Linked DNA regions of Anser cygnoides: all the other regions are linked to region 5. The links are chromatin contacts, called in public Hi-C maps. All regions are on one chromosome and are shown on one strand. The core of a region is the stretch at or near the end of the contact, and the rest is flanking DNA. Distances in the headings are between cores, read along the strand shown.

Region 1 (2,700 bases), core at 185-2,684, 140 kb after region 5:
AGAGAGAGGGTTCAGACGAAACACTACAGCAGAGGGAATAAATCAGGGCTGACTGTGCTGGCTGAGAAACACTCTTGTTTTACTAGAAGTCGTGGACCTGAAGCAGAAGGAATTCTCCATCCTGTGCTCTGCAGGAGATCAGACTAAGCGGTCATAACAGTCCCTCCTGCTTTTAAGAGCTATTAATCTCCCCACAGAATGTAGCAAAACAGCACTACGGGACAAGCTGATTTCTGGCAAAGGTGCAAAGACTCTTTCCCTGGGAAAATTTTTTTCGGCAGCAGGTAATTCACAGCGCAGCCAACTCACTTCGCTGTACGCTGTCTCCCATCTTCTGCGCGTCCAAGACTAAACCCTTTAAAAAACACACAACACTAACCAAGGTCGTTATTCGCCTTCAAAAAACACAGCCAGGCCCTCCGTGATAAACGGCAGGAGTAAGAAAGGAAACATGCTCTGATGTTCAGAACAGGAAAGTTGCAGGAACACAAACACCTGACGGTCAGATAGGATGGAAGAATCAAACCCCAGGGCCCCTGTTCACACCCTGCACCTGACCCCGCTGAGCGTCCTGGTGCTCGCAATAAAACCATTGTCTAGTTTATCTGCCCACGGCCCTCCTGCAGGACCGGGGGCTTGGCTGCTGCTCCCACCACTCCCAGAGACGGGAGATGAGCTTCATCCAAGAAGAAACTCGAGGATTTGCAGATCCCCCCCGAGACATCCCTTCTCCCAGGTGCCAAAGTTCAGCGAGTTCAGCAACCACGCAGCACACCTCTCACGTGCAAGCTAAAATCACCCCGCTTCGGGCTCATCGTGGCTCTTCCTCCTGCCCAAAACGCAGCCAACTACACACGTAGAAGAGACACAAACCTGCAACCCCAAACTATTGTTCCGCGGCCCGCCTCCCCGTACACAAACACGACCCAGGGACGGGCAGGCACGACCCCTGCCACACGCTTTTGCATGCACGAGCAGAGCCGATGGGGAACCCTTGGCTGCGAGGGAGGGGATACTTACACACGCCCCCGATGACCCCGGCAATCCTGCAGAGCCACCTGTACCACCAGGTCATGCCATCATCGGCGGAGGGAGCCGCTGGCTCAGGGGCTGCTGCTTGGAACTGGTCATCCTGAGAACTCATGGCCCCCCTGCTCCCGGGGGGTCAGGGGGCAGCTCCCCGCTCCCCACCTGAGCCCCAGCAGTGCGGGATGCCCCTCCAGGTGACACTCCCCCCCCCCTCTCCAGCAAGGCCAGGAGACAGCCCCTAAACCCAGCCCTGCTGCCGGTGGGCCTCTCCCCGCACCCCCATGCACGGCCGGGCCCCCCAGGGCTGACAATGGAGGGGCTCTGCCTGCAGCAGCGATGCCAGCGGCCGGGGGGGAGCAGCCTCCACGTCTCCCTGCCTATTGCATTGTGGGTCCCCTCCTCCAGCAGGGAGGGCTTTGATGTCACGCTCATTAAAAAGCCAGTGGGCAGAGCCATGTGTGCATATTCATGGACAGCAGCAGGCGGGGAGGCATGCAGCCCATGGCGGGCCCTAGGGTGCACAGGGCGGTTGGCTCCGCTCGGGGCGAGGGCACGCGTCTGCCCCGAAAGGCACCCGTCATCTCACGGGGACTGGGACTGAGCCCCAGCCTCTCCTCCCAGCTCAGCTCTGGACGCACAAACCTCAACATTCGGAAGTTTTGGCCAGGCTGATAACACAGCTTCTTGCCTCAAATCGCAGGGGGAGGCGTTGTGGGTGCCTCAGTTCTTAAAGCCATCTATATCCATAGCCCCCGTGCCTCAGTTGTACCAACAACGCAAGCACACAGCAGGCTGCACTCTGCTCTTACCTCTGTCTTCACTCCCTTTACCTCTCTGAGGACTGAGCTTTTGCTTCAGCAGAAGGTGAAGCGATTTGTCTAATGTTACGCAGTAAAGTCAGAAGTAGAGCAGGAGCCCTGGGTCCTGCTTCCCCTAACCACTACCTGCTGTTATCCCTGTGTATGCTAAGAGGAATGAGAAATTAATTTTTGAATGGATGAGAGTTGAATGTGAAAATTGTTACAAAAATTGTGCCCTCAAGAAAAAGCAAACCACTCCCCTTAATCTGAATGGAATCAGGTTTTTAGAAAAGGGGAGTTGAAGCAGGACTTCTCATATCAGAGATGTCCCAGTTGGCAACCTGCTGGTATCCGAACAACTGGTACACTGAAACACCCTTAATTCTTTTAAATTATAAAGGCAGCAGCTGCACATTTCGCAAATGAACATAGAGCATACGGTCAGTAATCAGAGCCCATCTCTGCAGACCAGAGACTCCGCATAGCTGATCTGGAACAAAAAATAGCAGTGAGACTTGGGATCCAGAGCTGAGTGGGAAGACAGATCCCATCTGCTAAAAGGTTACAAAAAAGAATTAAGAAAAGGATTTTTTTTTTTCATTACTGTTACGTCTCCTGTTAGACAGGAAATGAAGGCCCAGTGCCTGTATCACCCACGCACTGCAGTGGGACAGCTGATATATTCAGTTCCTCAAGGATCTTGCTTCAAGAATCTACTTTCTAGCTCTTCCAGGAACGGAACGTAAATCTGGAGGCTGGCAAGCAAAAAAATCCAGGCGGAACCAGCAAAAACCATTACTAAGAAGACTGAAGAAAATAAGATTTTGTGGTTGCAAAAAGATGTCAGAGAATTCAGCTGAAAGAAAGCAGA
Region 2 (2,700 bases), core at 178-2,677, 170 kb after region 5:
TGTAGCAGAAATGCGTAAAAAGATTTATTGTATCTCCTTTAGGAGATTTTAAATACTGACCCAGTTCTTCAACACACTGAGACACAGATTACCTCACTGAGTAATGCAACTCAGAAATGCTAAATGCTTGTCAGAACAGAGTTAGTTAATAAGCGTTCTTAGCATTATCAAATGTACGGGATTAGAAATAAACTGACAAATGTGTTCCAACATCAAGAAGGAAGGAGCTCTGCATACCATCAGACACTGAGCTGGTTCCAAAATAAGAGAAAATATCTTCCGGATCCAAAGCTCTGAGAAATTTCTGCAAGAAGAAGAATGGCTTTACTTTATTTTTTTAAAGAAAAACAAATGGATACAAGACTATTATTTAACTGAACCTAACCTAGAAGGAACATCAGCAAACAATTCAACAAGTATCGATGCCAAGTTCTAATGGTTTTATTTTGCACTGAGCATATGCTGCACAATGGCCACCCAGAGGAAATAACTTTATCTTCTTGATTAGTGAGGTTTGATACATTTTGGCTTAGAACACATTGTGTTTTCTCTCCTTTTTTTTTTTTTTTTCCTAGAAATAAAAAAGGCTTCCTGGAAACTGCATTTTCTGGAGGTCAAACTTACCTCTTGGAGAATGGATGGCCAACAAAATCCCAGAGGGAACATCATGAGAGCTCGGATCATCAAGCTGATGATCATGCTGGAAGAATTGCAACCAGTGCTGCAGAGTAAACTCTGGCCCAAGGGTGATTAAAATGTTTAGCCCGAGGCATCACGTGGAACGGAAGTGAAGAATACACAGTTTAAACAAACAGGAGAGTTGATCTTCTGCAGAGAGGGACAGTCGAGGGGGAATTGAACTGCTGCAGGAGGTTTTACAGGAACAGCTGTAGGGGCAGAGCTTTTGCGCAACGTTTGCAGCTTTATTACAGCCAAAGAGCACAGCCATAAGAGGAGCTTTGGGCCAGTTTTAGCAGCCAAATAAACAAGGCACAATTTGCAGGGTGGGGGGGCGGAACTGGGCTCCAATTTGTTCAACCTGTGCATTGCTGCTCCCTGCACCTCGACCATGCTGGAGCCTCACAGGTGGACTTGGACAGACCGTGAGGCATGGCAAGACGCAGCACCTCGAAACCACGAGCCAGGCCCTGATGGCGGCCACACAGGGCACACACAGCAGGGTCTGCCACCCGCGTCTAAAGCAGGACCTCGGGTCAGCCCTCGGGGTGCCGCCAGCCCGCGGGACCTGCCCCCCAAGCACACAAACAATACCCTCGTGAAAGCCCCAGCTTTATTGAAACCCCAGCTTTATTGAAGCCCCAGCTTTATTCAAACCCCAGCCCCAGACTCCCCCCTCCTCAGGGCTCGCCCCACGGGCGGCTCAGCGCCGGCCGCTCCCGCAGCCGCCAGGGGCCGCCAGCGCAGGCCCGGCCCCGGCGCCCGGAACCGCAGCGCGGGGCTGCGTTCCCCGGCGGGCCGCTGCTGCGAGGCGCTGAGGAAACGGCGGCCGCGGCCCTTTCGATTCCCGTTCCCCGTCCCCACATGGCAAAACGGGGCCCCGCGGAGCCCGGGGCTGCGGGGCCGAGCCCCGGGGCCCGCGGGAAAGGCAAGAGGAAGAAATTCTGGCGGCGCCCCGCGGAGCCTGCCGCCCCGCAGGGCCCTAAGATGGCGACGGCCCTGCCCCGCAGCCCCCAGGAGTTCTCCGCCAACTGGAAGGCGCTGCAGGAGGTGAGGGCGAGCCGCCAGGCCAGGGATGCTGTCGTTTTCCTTGCTAGTACAGTTCCACACCGCGTATAGTAATTAAAAAACATGGTTTCGTGTTAAAATAACGCGCAGGGGTCTGGGAGATGCCGTTGCAGTAATGCCCCTTCAGCCAGATAAGAGAGCCCTGGTCAGCTTCACGCTGAGGTATTGTGTGGAGTACTCTAACAAATGACAGCAGGGTAGAATTGAAGGGAGATAATCTTTTTTTCTTTTTTTTTTTTCTTTTGGTCATTTTAGCTACTGAAACAAAAGGCAAATAACTCGGATGAGTCCCACTCTGCATGTCAAACACACACCAAAAAGAAGCATCCGCTCAAAGAGGGGACCAGCCAACAAGTTCCAGTTAGCAAAGGGAATGAGAACGTGGCAAAGCCCAAATCCGCAAACAAAAAGGAAGATGGTCCTGCTAAAGACGGTCCTCCTTTGGATAAGAAAAAATCCAAGGCGGTTGCAGCGGACAAGAATTTAAAGCCCAAATCCACAAATAAAACGGACAACAGTTCTGCGAAAGACAATCCTCCTTTGGCTAAGCCAAAATCCAAGAAGGTTGCAACGGACAAGAATTTAAACGGCACCAAAAGCAATGGAAAAAGCTGCAAGGAAAAAAGGAAGAATGGCAATATTGAAAAGGAGAAGGGTGATGTAAAACATAAGAAGAGGAAAGCTGAAGCTGTGGAGCAGCAGCCCAAAGAGTGAGTACTTCAGGCATCATGCATGTATTTGAATGTTTATTTTAGGAGGTGTATGTAAGGAGTACAGGGTATTACATTTGAAATAGCTGCACTCTTCCAGACTATATTTTGGGAGAAGTAAGATGAACAGTGCCCCTCCTCGGATAAGGCAACAAACTTGCATAGATGACAGTACTAGACTACTTTTCAGAGCTGATTTCTTGATTTAAAAATAAATCTGCTTTTCCTACACTATAAAGATGGA
Region 3 (2,700 bases), core at 14-2,513, 250 kb before region 5:
CCCGGATTTATGGGCACCTCTGGCAGCTTCTCCACTGCTTCTGTGAAGCCTGGACTGGGCCAGCCTGGAGATTATGGGCTGGATTTATGGTCCTGCTTTGCTGTTAGTCTCTCCATGGGCTTGGCTATTGCTTGTGATCAAGGACGGTCCCGGTGACGATATCCTTGACCTGTGATCAGTCGGAGCCACGGAAGTTTCCAGCAACTTAAGCCACTTAATATTTAACTTCTGTGGTAGCTTCTGGAGAACGATACGATATAATTTTGGCTTTGCAAAGACAACTTGGCTCAAAGGAGCTGACTGCAAATCATTAGCAGGACTGTTCTCACCCCGGCTCCTCGCCTTTTAATTGCCAAGCAGGGCGGCATGAAACGTTCGTAGCGAAAAGCTGCAGCCACACGAAATCTGCCTCGTTTGAGGTTGTGTTCCAGCAGGGCGGCGTGTGATGGGAACCAGGCTGATATTAACAGGGCCACATCCAGCGTCTGCAGGGGTGCGAGGCCTGGAGCTGGGCTCGGGAGTAGTCCAGGGTCTGGAGACGGATGCCGAGCAGCGATGACTTTTAACGAACGGCCTCAGCTCAGCAGAAAGCACCCGAGCAGGAGGGATGGGGTATTTTTGGCACAGCCCCACTGCCATACCTACTGCTCTGTGTGTGCCTCTCCTGCCTGGCCTTGTGGCTGCAGGCTGAGCACGCCAAAATGGGTTCCTCTAGATGGGGAGCGCGGGGAAGGCTGCTGATTTCTGCTTGGAAAATCACGGTTGAAACTCACCCACCTCCTTCCCCTTCCCTTCCACCTCCCTCCCACTTGAAGAAAACGTTGGTGGCTTTGGGGATGCACACAGCTGGAGCAGACACGACCTCCCTTAGCTCCCTCGGTGGATGAAGCCGCCCTGCAGCGAGCTGCCTTGTCCCACCGCGGGTCCCAGCGAGCAGGGCAGGACTTTGGCCCCGCGGCACCCGGCCAGCCACGGGTCAGCCAAGCGCCCGCCGCCCTCTTCCCTGGCAGGGCCGGGTGGCGAAGGGCGAGCAGCAAGGCTGGCGGCAGCGCTGCTCCCTGCGCCGAACCCTCCCAGGCTAATAACCGCATTAATTAGCGCACACGGCCCCTTCTGCCCACTGTAAATCTCCATTAGCCATAAACTGGAAGGGCCATAAAAGGGAGTTTACGACGAACCCACAAGGCGATACGCGGTTGAATCCTTCGCTCCGTTGCAGTTGGCAATAAAGCCTCCTTTTATTGTAGCATATACCCTGCCCTCGAGATAACGTACAAGGCCCAGGGCTCCTCGAAGGAATGAAGCAGGGCCATTTGTTGCACTTTGATTTGCTGCGGAGCCGGGCGGAGGTGGGAGAGCGCAGGGATCCGGCTAACAGGCTCCGCTTGGTCCCGGCACGGCCCTGAATCACCGCCGCGTGCAGCACTGCGGGGAGAGAGCCCCTGTGATTTTACATCATAAACGTTGCTCTGCCCTGCGGGGGAGAAAACTCTAGTAAACAGTAAAAAAAAAATTATAAAAAAAAAAAGTTCTCCATTGATTAAGAAACACAGCGAAATCTGTCCTATGAGAAGTCAGTTCTCAGGCAGCAATATGTTGGGGTGGTGTGATGTGCAGGGGTTAATGTTTAAGCTTCTGTTTTTGTTTAGAGTAGTCAGCAGCAGATAATGCTGTATATCCTCAAAATAGGCACGGATCCATTGAGAGGCACGAGGTCCAGGCCATGAAGAGATTTGTAGGCTTCAAAGTCCCAGGCAGGCCAGTACAAAACAAAAAATAATAATAATAAAGAAAAACAAAAGAAAAAAAAAAGAAAAAGAAAAAAAAATTACCAAAACGAAAGTAGAAAAGCAAGGAAAGACGGATATTTGCAACCTGTGGGGTACCAAGGGACCCAGCCAGCCCAGCCCAGAAGTCCCAGTAAAGCTGTCCTGTTCCCTGCTTGCCCCCTGGCAAAGTTTATTTTGCTGGGGGGCAAATATCACCCTAAGCTGCTCAGGCTCAGAGGGCAGAACAATTTTGACCCACCTACGCCCATTCCTGATCCCTGGCTTCCTTCTGGGCGATGCATTGAAGCCCTAAAATCAGAACCTGAAGTCCTTGGGCGTACAGAACCCTGCGGGAGGCAACAACACGCTCATTAATTCAAGCTCAGTCTAAGGCTGCTGTAGACACGGGTATGAAATCATCAGTTTTATTTAGTTCAGCAGTTAGGTATGATTGTTCTGAACTGCGATTCAACCCTGTTCTCTTATATATCTGGCAGTGTTAAAAGTAACAAGTCTATCACCTCTGGAGCCATTTCTCTGTCGTTCGCATCCTTGCTGGAGCCGCAGTGTTTTGCTGGAGGGCTTCATCTCTTCTAGACAGCCACCTGTCAATTATCTGTCTCCTCAATAAATAAAATAAGCAGCCAGTGACTTTTTTTTGTACATAAAAAGTGGCTGTCCCTCCGTGTTTGCAGTAAAGCTGGTGGCACCGCGTTAGGAGGAGGCAAAGCGATGGGCTCCAACGCTGCGGTTCGGACTTTGCATCAAGCTGAAATTCAGCTGCGTGGCATCCCCTCACACCGCTCCCTTTATGCTGGCCGGCACTGCCGGGAGGAGATTTACATTTTCCCTGTACACACGGATGGTTGTCGAGCTCCAAAACCAGACCCACCGTGCACAGACCCACCACCAACAGCCTCTCCTGCCCTGG
Region 4 (2,700 bases), core at 118-2,617, 130 kb before region 5:
AGTAAAAAAAGCCAGGCCACAGCAAGCAGCTTTAATTATCCGCATATAATAAACTCCTCTGTAGCCCTCTACCTACAGACCTGATCTCACAGGGCAGACCAGCATCCAGTGAACCAAAATTATCCCTGGCAGGGCTCCACGCCTTTCAATGGCCTCGTGATTCCTGCCCGGTGGGTGCTGCTGGAGCCCTAGCGGGAGGCCAGGCAGAGAGGCTGAACGGTGAACTTCAGGAATGAGAAAGTTATGGTGAGAAATCTCCTCCGCAGGGTACGGGGAACTGCAGGCTGAGATCAGCATGCTCCCGAGTATACCCGGGGCAGGGCGTAGCTCTGATTGCGAGGCCGGGGCATATGCATGCTGCTCCTGGTCCGATTATACGCGCACTCATCCTGCCCTGCCAGAGGCGTACCAGGCACCGCACACAGCCAGACCAGGGGCAGACCGAGCGCCAGCACGTCAGGCTAAAAGAAGCACTTCCCGTGATATTAAAAAAAATAAATAAATAAAAAAGCTTCGCCAAACTGTCCTTGGAATATCAAACAATTGTTTTTCATTCTTCAGAGGGAATCTTCCTTCCCATGCTGGAAGTGAAGGGTCATGCCAGCAGAGTTGCTCTTTCTTCTTTATCTCCGCTTGGCTACATTTGGAAGAGATTAGCGTTGCATTTGTTTGACATCCAGGTTAATAGCTTCCCTTCGTCCCAGCCTCGGCTTCCGGTTTTGGCTATCTGGAAAGCCAGGACGAAAATTAATCGACAAACTCTTGGGAGAGGATCTCCGAAGAAAACTCAGACCAGATTTGAAAAGGGGCTGCTCTGAAGTGCGCTGATTTGGATGGGAGCCACCGAGTGAAAATTAGAGATTTTCAGGAGTTTGCTGCCAAGGAGTTAATGGCCGAGCGTTGAGGTTTGCAATAAATACGCTGGTAATTAATTATAGGAGTTGTCTTCGTGTTTGAAAGTCAAGGAACGCGACCGCTTGTTTGGGTTAAACATCTCCCCTGCAGTATTTGCAGCCCAAACACGAGCCGGGGAGGGGGAGCGCGCGGCCAGACAAAGCAGCGGCTGCTCGGGGGGTGCTGGGGGGGGGTCTTGGGGACCCCAAATGCGAACGGGGGCCGGGGGGAGCGGAGCAGCGGGGCGGCTGGGGGGGGGGGGGGCCGCTGCAGGACGGGGAGCGGGGAGCTCCGGGAGGAGGGAGCGGGGAGGGGGGGTGCAAAAAGGGAAAATAAAAAAAAAAAAAAAAAAAGGAAAGGAGGCGTGCAGCGCTCCCGCAGACAAAGGGGCGGCGGGGGCGGGCCGGGAGCTCCTCCCGGCGGGGCGGGGGCTTCGGCCCGGGGGGGGGGGGGGGGGGCAGCAAATTCCCACCCGCGGCGGCAGCGGGGGCGGCCCCAGCGGCAGCGCAGGTGGGGCCGGGGCAGGAGCGGCAGCAAAAGCAGGAGCAGCACCGGGAGCGGGAGCAGCAGCTTCAGGAGGAGCAGGAGCAAAAGCAGCAGCAGGACCAAGTTTCCCCGGGCCGGGGGGGGGACACACGAAGTTGCGCGGGGGCGGCCCCTTTGTTCCCGGGCCGATGCGGCGCGCCTAGCCCCGGCGGTGGGGCCGCAGCGGGGGCAGGGGCAGCCCTCCGCCGGAAAACTCGGCGCCGTCCCCCGCCTCCCCTTCCTCCTCCTCCTCCTCCTCCTCCCCGCCGATGCTTCCCCGGGCGGCGGGCGGCGATGGAGCGGGGCGGTAGCGCGGCGGCGCGGTGCGGAGCAGCCCCTCGGGCAGCCGCCCGCTGCCCCTGAGCAGGGAGGAGGAGGAGGAGGAGGAGGAGGAGGAGGAGGAGGAAGGCCGCGGCCATGGAGGAGTGGCGGCAGTGCGGCCGCTGGCTCATCGACTGCAAAGTTTTGCCCCCCAACCACCGGGTGGTCTGGCCCTCGGCGGTGGTCTTCGACCTGGCGCAGGCGCTGCGGGACGGGGTGCTGCTGTGCCAGCTGCTGCACAACCTCTCCCCCGGCTCCATCGACCTCAAGGACATCAACTTCAGGCCCCAGATGTCCCAGGTATTATTATTATTTTTCTTTATTTTTATTTTTTTTGGGGGGGGGGGTGGCGGTGGCGGCGTGCGCGTAGGGCTCTTTGTGTTCTTGCAAAACTTCGTGGTACGAGTGAGTGCGGGAGTGGGTAGGTGGGTGTGGGGGGGAGAGCTTTTTTTCCAGCCCCCCCCCCCGGCTGCCCTTCGCCCCCTACCCCTGTGTTTTAGCTCCCAGCCCCGTATCCCCCCCCCCCCACCCCGAGGCTCAGCCCCAGCACCGGGGCTCAGCGCTGGGAAGCCATCAGTGGCTGTACAGAGGGGGCTGGGGGGGCAGAAACCGCCCCGGGGAAGAAGGCAGCGTCCCCCCCACCCCCCCCCCTTCCCTGTGATGTATAAGTAATTTATAACACCCCCACGTTTATAGCCCTCTCGAAACAAAAGCAGCCAGCACGGCCGAGATGAGGCCGGCGCGGTTACTGCCAAGCTTTTCTCGAGGCTTAAGTTTGGCTTTGATGCGCTGCAGGAGCGGTGCTCTGAGCGCTGTCCTGGCAGGGTGCTGGCCCGAAGGGCAAAAGTTTGCCCAGGGAGATGAAAAACAAGAGGAAAACGCTCCCCAGGTGCTCTGCGAGCCCACCCCGGAGCCCGGGGGGCCGGGTGCTGCGGGGCTGGGCTCAGCGCTCCCCACCAC
Region 5 (2,700 bases), core at 65-2,564:
GTGCTCTCCTGACACCAAACTCGGACTGCAAGGCGTGAAGAGGGCTCTGTGCATGCCAGTGCAAGCTCTGGTGACGGTGATGGCATGTCCTTGTGGCTTCGTGCACTCTCTGATCCGCCGCGGCCTTGCAGCACGCTTGGGCAGTTCGTTTGTGCATCAGCCGTAATGCCTTCCGTGACCTGGAAAGCTCCAGCTGGCATATGCAAACTGCTCTGCCCCTTTATTTCCTAATTAATCTAAGCCATTACGGGGAAAGGATTGAACGTTTTACATCCCCTCTATGCTATAATGACCACCAAAAAAACTAACCTCCCTTGGTCTGGCTCTGCAGCTCCATCAGGGCCCCTGAGCACGGTGAGCTTCTCGGGCTGCTCGACACATGCTACAGCTTGCTTTGTTCCGGGTCTTTTCTAACCCAAAGGCCGTGTTTGTAGTTGGGACATGCTGCCGAGACGGCTCTGTCCCATCAGACAGCAACACCCCCCCACAGGCAGGAGTTTCGACTTGTTCGCATCTCTTTGGTTATTCTGAGCGATCAGCAGGCTGGGAAGGCTGGAGGGACGGGGGCTCTCTTTAAACAGAAACTGGTTTTGTCTTTAAAAAAAAAGGCGAGACTGTGTTGGGCTAATTCTGGATCAGCTAACCCGCCCCCCCTCCCTCGGCTGCTATTCAACCCCTTCCTGAACTGGGACGATTTGGATGCAGTCCCCGTACGGCGTGCATTCGGCACACAACGGGGGGCGGCTCCCGGGGCGGTGGTGCCACCAAATGCCACGAGCCCCCCAAGCCACCACGAGCCCCCCAAACCTCCATGAGCCCCCCAAACCTCCACAAGCCCCCCCAAACCTCCATGAGCCCCCCAAACCACCATGAGCCCCCCAAACCTCCATGAGCCCCCCAAACCTCCACAAGCCCCCCCCAAACCTCCATGAGCCCCCCAAACCTCCACGAGCCCCCCGAACCGCAGCCCCCAGGCAGTGACCGTGGGGTGCATGATGCCGCTCAGCCCCCAAATCCACCAGCCCCTGACCCAACCACGGCTCCACCCGCCCCCTGCTTCACCCAGACAGCAGAACCCAGCCCTTCGGAGCCGCCTTTGAGGAGCCTGCACCGCCTGCGCCTCCTGCCCAAACAGGCCCTAATTTTGGGGGTGAGTCCTGGGCAGGAGGCGCAATAAACCTTGGGGCTGTGAGAGCTAAATGAAAAGTTTTATTTTCCTCCCCCCCTCCAGATGAAATTTTTTGGTGTTCCCACCTTCGCTTTGGGCTCTCGGCTCTGGCTTAAACGCGTTTTAATTCTGCTCTTTCAGTGTGACTGCTGGGAACTCCGGCAGGAGGGTCAGATGTTCGCCGCGCTCGCTGTGTTTGCTTTCTGGCACCGAGCGAGCCCTGCAGGCTGCGAGCCCCTCCTGGCCCCAGCCGGGCTCTTTGCTCTCTGCCGAGCGCTGATCTGGGGAGAAAAGTGAGAATTTCCTCCCGTTTCCAATTTCTCGACTCCCCCTTACTTTTTCTTCTTCGTCGGCGAGTGGCGGAGGAACAACAGCGGGTAAGAGCTCGGCCGGGGCAGGGGAAGCGCTCAGCTGGCCCCGCTCGCCTCCGGCTCTGGTTAATGTTTTCATGGCAGCGGTGCAGAAGAGGAGGAGGAGGAGGAGGAGGAGGAGGAAAGCATCGGAGGAAGGCAGGCGCCCCACGGCCATCGCGGCAGGGAACGCCACCCGGAGCAAGCGTCGCCGGTGAGTGGAGCCGGCGAGCGGTGGGGAACCCGGCGTGGGTTTCCTCCCGGCAAGGAACTCCTGCGGGATATCCCGGGTGGGATTTCCCAGTTTTTTAGGGCTGCGGGGTGGCAGCGAGTGGGGTCCTGCAGGAGGAAGCTCCGCAACAGCCCCCGGACAAAGCTCGTGTGGGAAGAGCAGTGCCACCCCATTAGAGCCTGCTGTTTGCGGGGCCACGGCTGCTCCAGAGCCACGCAGCCAGAGCAAACCCCGAGCCACGTCCCCGGATCCCAGGCACGGGGCTGGAGGACATTACCCGACCCCGTCCCCGCCAGCAGCCATTGCACTGCCCTCTCCTGATACAGAGCAACCCCTGCTCCTTTGTCGTGCCTCCTGAATACGCAAACAGACATTAAAAAGGGGGTGGTTTCTGTGGGCTGGGCAGGAGCTGCCGTGACCTGTGCATTTCCAAGCTCCTTTTTTTTTTTTCTTTTTTTAAGCTGGGCCCCCCCGCAGGGTGTTTGGGAGCCGCACCGGCTCCCGTTGGGGTGCGATTCCTGCAGGTGGGGGGTCCACAGAGCCCAGCTCAAAGCCGTGCCCTAGGCCCCCCCCAGGTGCCACTCAATCCATTTCGTGGCACCACGATGCCACCACCGGTGCCCATCCAGCGGGGGCTCCGCTGCCCACCCTGGCGAGGCGTCTGGGGGCTCCGCAGGTCGACATGTCCTACATCAGCTGCGCCTTGCGGGCGGCAGCCCCCCGCCGCCTGCCAGCCCCCTGGAGAAGCCCCCGGCCCTTCAGCAGCGCCGCGGGACCCCCGGCGGAGAAGAACGTCCCCTACCAGAAGACGCTGAAGGAGGAAGGCGCCAGGAGCACGGGGCCCAGCCGGCCCCTACCGCCCTCGGCCGAGGTGGTGGTGGTCGGGGGGGGCAGCCTGGGCTGCCAGACCACCTACCACCTGGCCAAGCTGGGGGTCACCAGCGTGGTCC

The links. A called contact is a pair of places that touch in the nucleus more often than the background predicts.
Region 1: a Hi-C map of liver shows a contact between it and region 5, with 6 times the contacts expected there. The contact joins the promoter of CACFD1 here to the promoter of SARDH in region 5. A contact is called at or near these places in 5 of 7 Hi-C or Micro-C datasets (fetal liver, granulosa cells and liver).
Region 2: a contact with region 5 is called in a Hi-C map of liver, with 4 times the contacts expected there. The contact joins the promoter of REXO4 here to the promoter of SARDH in region 5. A contact is called at or near these places in 4 of 7 Hi-C or Micro-C datasets (granulosa cells and liver).
Region 3: a contact with region 5 is called in a Hi-C map of liver, with 2.5 times the contacts expected there. The contact joins the enhancer-like site here to the promoter of SARDH in region 5. A contact is called at or near these places in 2 of 7 Hi-C or Micro-C datasets (both in liver).
Region 4: a Hi-C map of liver shows a contact between it and region 5, with 2.5 times the contacts expected there. The contact joins the promoter of VAV2 here to the promoter of SARDH in region 5. A contact is called at or near these places in 2 of 7 Hi-C or Micro-C datasets (both in liver).

Annotation. Positions count from the first base shown.
Region 1 is chr20:4,440,772-4,443,471 of Taihu_goose_T2T_genome, forward strand. It overlaps CACFD1 (calcium channel flower domain containing 1), which reads right to left and starts at 1,435. Exons shown (of 5, transcript XM_066980695.1): 1 at 1,021-1,435. The coding sequence starts at 1,144.
Region 2 is chr20:4,463,511-4,466,210 of Taihu_goose_T2T_genome, forward strand. REXO4 (REX4 homolog, 3'-5' exonuclease) reads left to right here and starts at 1,428. Exons shown (of 8, transcript XM_013193976.3): 1 at 1,428-1,728; 2 at 2,002-2,456. The coding sequence starts at 1,543. ADAMTS13 (ADAM metallopeptidase with thrombospondin type 1 motif 13) reads right to left here and starts at 1,281. Exons shown (of 29, transcript XM_066980650.1): 1 at 625-1,281; 2 at 238-304. The coding sequence starts at 699.
Region 3 is chr20:4,043,803-4,046,502 of Taihu_goose_T2T_genome, forward strand. No RefSeq gene overlaps it. Among named protein-coding and RNA genes, the nearest start is that of RXRA, 34 kb to the left of the region's middle. Within about 2 kb of position 1,264, at least 2 of the 3 cell types and tissues checked have open chromatin away from gene starts, as enhancers often do. A contact at or near this core is called in liver, where this site is marked.
Region 4 is chr20:4,167,227-4,169,926 of Taihu_goose_T2T_genome, forward strand. It overlaps VAV2 (vav guanine nucleotide exchange factor 2), which reads left to right and starts at 1,368. Exons shown (of 27, transcript XM_066981004.1): 1 at 1,368-2,040. The coding sequence starts at 1,837.
Region 5 is chr20:4,297,166-4,299,865 of Taihu_goose_T2T_genome, forward strand. SARDH (sarcosine dehydrogenase) reads left to right here and starts at 1,315. Exons shown (of 21, transcript XM_066981003.1): 1 at 1,315-1,545; 2 at 1,624-1,732; 3 at 2,427-2,700. The coding sequence starts at 2,433.